2 separate regions of the Astyanax mexicanus genome follow, and region 2 is linked to region 1. Evidence: chromatin contacts called from public Hi-C data. All regions are on one chromosome and are shown on one strand. Each heading gives the region's core, a stretch centred on a gene start, on an enhancer-like site or on the middle of the called end of the contact. The rest is flanking DNA. Distances are from core to core; before and after follow the strand shown. Region 1 holds the start of lgr4 (leucine-rich repeat containing G protein-coupled receptor 4). Region 2 overlaps lgr4 (leucine-rich repeat containing G protein-coupled receptor 4).

Region 1 (2,700 bases), core at 61-2,560:
TTCTATTCGTGTTAATAACACAAAAACAAGATGATAAACCATTGGAGTAGTATTGGATATCATAAAAATACTGTCCTGATAGCAAAGAACATAAAGCATAGTATTTGTTATGGTTGCATTGCATAGTTTAAAGGAGAAATACAGTATGAATTACACTATAAAACATATATTAACTTAACAAAACTCTCTCCACACTTTGTATTTGTGAAAAAAATAATAGAAAAAAACAAGATCCAAGAACCAATACTACTCCAATGGTTTATCATCAAGATACTGTCCTTGTAGAAAACGAACATAGTTTAAAGAAGAAATCCAGTATGAAATGGACTATGAAGCATATAATAACTTAAAAGACTTTCTCCACACTTTGTATCTGTGTTTATAAAAGAACGTAAGAGAAAAAGAAGAGAATATAAGAGAAAACCAGGCTTTTATTAGACTTACAGATAGTAGGTAAAGGCGCTGAGTCCGTTTGGAACAGTGCTGAGCCCTTTCCCGGAGCAGTCCGCCCCTCCGTCCTCGTCGCAGCGGCACAGCGGCGAGCATGTAGCCGGGGTGGAGCGCCCTTGGCCGGCGGCGCGTAGCGTGAACACCCCGAGCCCCAGCACCAGTACAGGCACCAGCAGCCGGGTCGCCGCTAATAACGAGGGCATGGTGGTCGTCCTTGACCGCATTGGAGCTTCGAGAAGACGGCGTTAGCCAGTCCTGGGCAGAGGTTTCGGGTTTTAGGGGTAAAGTGGGGGTAAAGTAGGGGTAGGTAGGAGTAGTTTGGTCACCTTAATCTCAGTGAAACCCCGCGGGCTGGAGGGGGTCTACCAGGGTCCCAAACGCTCTTTGTTTACGGGCTGAGAGGCATGTTGTGCCCGCCTGGCTGGCTGAATGTTAACCTAGCTAAAGCAGCCCTCCAGGACCGAGCAGAACCGAGCAGGACCGCCTACCTTGCTAGTAGTTAACCTAGATATCTTGAAGTAAACGTTAAGCGCTGAGCAGGGCCAGCGGTTCGCATGCTGCTGCACCGAGTCCGGCTCGCACCTCCAGCCGCCCGCCAGCAGCCCAGTCCCCGCAACCAGGCTCCACACCTCCCGCTCTCCCCGCAGCTCCGAACTCGCGGTCCACACCGGGCTCCGAGACCCAGAAACCTCCTCAGTAGGAAGCTAGAATAACAGAACAACGCGCGGCACCGTCCGTCCACCACACTCCGCGTCTCCAGCCGCCTCCCCCGGGTTTATTTTATGAAGGAAAAGCACGGGCAGCTCCACACCGCTCAGCTCAGCTCAGCTCAGCTCAGCTCAGCTCAGCTCAGCTCAGCTCAGCTCTCTCCACCGCCGCCGCTCCTGGAGCTACCCTCCTCCCCCTCGCCCGCTCCGCGCCACCCGCTGCGATACTAGCTCACTCATTACACCGCGATACTTACGATATATAATTACCGCACGACACTCTCAACGATACTCATACTAATCGCGATATTCCTGTAGAACTATACTATTACGTTTCTTTGATTTTACCAAATTGCAAACCTCTGGAATATATAGTCAAGAGAAATATAACGTTTTTCCAAAAGCAGTGTGTAAGACTGGTGGAGGAGAGCATGATGCCAAGACATATGAAAACTGATTAAAAACAGGGTTATTCCACCAAAGATTGATTTCTGGACTCTTAAAACTTCATGAAAATGAATTTGTTTTCTTTGCATCATTTAAGATCTAAAAGCTCTGCGTCTTTTTCATTATTTTGAACATTTCTTCTTTTTTAGCAAAAAAAAAAGCTCTAAATGCTCCATGTGAAATGGACTATGAATCATGATAACGAGTATATACTTATGTCGAACATTACATTAAATTGTTTTTAGTGGACGCTTTTATCCAAAGCGATAAAAATACATTAAACTACAATGTTAAAAAACATTTAGCCGTAGAGAGGCCAAAAAGGCAACTGTCCCAGTTTGGCCTTGATTCGTATTGACTGTTCTTTTTCTGTTTCATAGATTTTATGTGTAAAGTATGAAGTATGACAATATGATAAAAAATAGGTAGAATTAACATTATTAATTGCTAAACATTAAGCAAGTGCCTTCAGTCCCTTAAAATAATATCTACATATACACATACACAATATCATCAGAAGATTCAGACAATCTGGAGAAATATCTGTGTAAAAAGGAACAAAGCTGACGGTAAGTACTGGATGCTGGTGATCTTTGGCGGCACTGCAGTAAAAACAGGCTGTACTAATTCTGTAATGGAAAGCACTGCATGAGCTTCCAGAGATCACTGTCTGTCTGTGAACACTGGGTAATGTCCGCAAATGCAAGTGAAAACTGTATCATGCAAAGGAGATTCAATAAGTCAGGCTAATTGGAACTTGATTGAAATTGCCCCTTATGTGTGAGTGGATGTGTCTGTGTGTCTGTCTGTGTCTGTCTGCCTTGCGATGGCTTTCCTTTCCTGCCGCGAAATAGCCGACAAGCTGATGTGGCGTTAAACTCGACTACCCGACCCCCCCCCCTGACTGAAGCCAAAGGAAAAAAACTGTTCTGTGGTCAGATAACTCAAAATTAAGAAAACATTAAGAAAATAATTATTCTATAAAATAAAATAAAATAAAAATAATCAAATACAAATAGACAATAAAAACATATACTTAAATATTTCTGGGTATTTAATGGTACCCTGCAACACTATTCTCTATTACTGTAGCTAT
Region 2 (2,700 bases), core at 99-2,598, 82 kb before region 1:
CGGTGCATGGCAGTGGACAAATAGCTATTTTATTAAATGTGAGGAGACGAAACTCAGAGATGTGCGTCCGGACAGGACTAAAATTACCGGAGGACCACGAGTTTAGAGAAAAAAAAAAACAGTAGGTAATTCAGCCTGTAGTTTTCTTTGAGAGAAAAAAAAAAACACATGGTCGTTCCGGACGGGAATAAAATCACAGAGGACCCGCCATAAAAGTGAAAATTACCCCAGGACCCCCTGAGAAACTAATTCGGTCCAGATATGGCTTTTAAAGAGCCATGTCTTTAGGAGATTCTTAAAGATAGTGAGGGATGTTTCTGCTCTGACTGGTAGTATATATGAGTTTGGATTACTGAAATAAAGTAATTTTTTTAAAGATAGTAAATTTTTTTGAGATGCACCTGTAATTTGCAAGAAGTTTATAGGTAAAGACATCCATCGTGTTTTTTTTTTTTTTTTTTTTTCTCGTGAGCTTTTGTTTATATCGGAATTATAATGTATCGCAATTTGTGATCTTAATTTTTGGTTATATCGTCCAGCCCTACTATTTACAGAAACTGACCTCATCCTACAGACACACACGTTCCTACAGCATATTACATTTAGTCTGTATATTACATTCTGCCTGTAGATCGGGGGTCGGCAATAATGAAATCAATAAATAAAATGCTTCTCTGGTGAGCTTTTTTTTACATTCCTCCCCTGCCTCTCTCTGTCACACTCGGCGTGACTTTAGTTTCAGCCTGTTCTTGTGCTCCCTGTCTCCTTATAAGGGTGTTTTTTCCCCGCCGTGTCATAATTTACTAGCCGGGGCAGTGGTAGTATTTTGGACCACGACCCTGACGTCACGGGTTTGATCCCGTGTGAGAAGCGGTGTGTTTATTTATTTTTTCCTTTCTTCTTGGGTTTACCTGCTTTGAGATCAACTGTTCTGCAATTGGGTTCAACAACCCTCTGGGCTGGAGAGCTACTAGTCTGTAGCACTCCATCCCATTACACTTCATTTTTCAAAACTGATTTTTTTTTTTAATGGCTTGGAAAATATCTGGCGCGTGGCTAAACTTAATTGCCGACTCCTACTGTAGACGATGTTCTGGAACGTGTTGAGCAGAACAGTAACGAACAGTCTACACTGCCCTGCAAAACCTAAAAAGGAATTATACAGAATTGCGAGGGATACCTGCAGCAGCATTCCCGCGTTACGGAGCTGATCTGTGCAGCATTACATTAATGCACAAATAGACAATTTATCAGCTCCGAAATGACAACAGATGTCTGTTTTCCTGTAATTTTCCAGTCATTAAAAAGATGCACGGCTCAGCAGAACCCCGACCCAAACCGTGGAGCGCTCGGGCGGTCTCCGAGCGGAGAACTCATCAGCACTCGTGCACGTCTGCCTGTTTGTTCAACCTACTTAACGGATTAATTGGCCTCCACTCCTTAGACAAATATTTTCCAGCAGCAGGAATGTAATTGGTAAATCAGACCCACAGAGAAGCTTCCAGAAGGAGAGAGAGAGAGAGAGAGAGAGAGACTCACAGTTCCTCTACTCAACTCTTGCTCGAGGTTGCAAGACACTTGGGTACATTTTGGATTCTCTCTTTACTCTTTCCAAAAAACCCTCTGTCAACACAACAGTTTACCTGTGTGTGTGTGTGTGTGTGTGTGTGTGTATATGCCTGTGTGTGTGTACATATACTGTGTGTGTGTGTGTGTGTGTGTGTGTATATGCCTGTGTGTGTGTACATATACTGTGTGTGTGTGTGTGTGTGTGTGTGTATATGCCTGTGTGTGTGTACATATACTGTGTGTGTGTGTGCGAGCATGTGGGCGTTTTATGAGCAACCTAGGCCTGGTGTTTGTGCAGGATGCTGACGGATTTAGCTGACGTGTGATAGGAGACACAGTGAGGGAAGTGAGGAACAGGGTGAACAGAGGGAGTGCTAAAGACGCTGCACGAATACACCAGTACAAACTGCTCTCTACAAACTGGAGGATGGCACTGGAACGACAGTTTGGGAATCGTAAACTGGCACAGAGTTAAAAAAAAAAAAAAAGACTTACAGATCTACTGTAAAACTGAACATCTGAAAAGATCTGTGTACAGTATTTTTATTATATCATATTTTATGTATTATCGATTAGGGGTGTGCCATATCGTATCGCACACGATAATATAGTCAATTTTTTAAAATATTGTGAACGATATTATACCCTAAAATATCGTGCCACATCACCCGTCCCATTTCCCATTATATATCTACTAGAGACAGATTATATCTGTCCAGTATCATTTATTTGATTTTAATTCTGGATATACGGAGGTATTTATTTGGAGTGCATTATTATTAGTATTATGACATTCTAGATCATTGACTTCTGTTACAAATCTGATCAAATTCTTGTATTTTTTAATCTCTCACTTAGGGGTGTGCAGTATTATATTGTGTGTAATAATATATATTTTTTTCTTGCAGTGTATAGTGTATTTTTGAAATTTATTTATTTTTTTAAAGTGTTTTGTCATATTGCCAAGAGTGAAAATACCATGAAATAGTGTGATTTTATCTTAGGGCCATATTGCCCACCCCTATTATCAATACGTATTATCTATTTTCATACATAAGGTGCACTGGATTATAAAGCGCATTAAGTGACACTAGTAAGGATGCCTACATCGAAGTGAGCAAGAGTGTCGCC

The links. Hi-C and Micro-C count contacts between places; a contact is called where the count stands out from the background.
Region 2: a contact with region 1 is called in a Hi-C map of muscle, with 17 times the contacts expected there. The contact joins the enhancer-like site here to the promoter of lgr4 in region 1. A contact is called at or near these places in 2 of 3 Hi-C or Micro-C datasets (both in muscle).

What each region holds. Positions count from the first base shown.
Region 1 is chr23:7,477,160-7,479,859 of AstMex3_surface, reverse strand. lgr4 (leucine-rich repeat containing G protein-coupled receptor 4) reads right to left here and starts at 1,310. Exons shown (of 18, transcript XM_049471233.1): 1 at 445-1,310. The coding sequence starts at 674.
Region 2 is chr23:7,558,784-7,561,483 of AstMex3_surface, reverse strand. The region is part of intron 5 of lgr4 (leucine-rich repeat containing G protein-coupled receptor 4); the gene reads right to left. Among protein-coding and RNA genes, the nearest start is that of lgr4, 82 kb to the right of the region's middle. Within about 2 kb of position 1,348, the one cell type or tissue checked has an H3K27ac peak away from gene starts, as active enhancers do.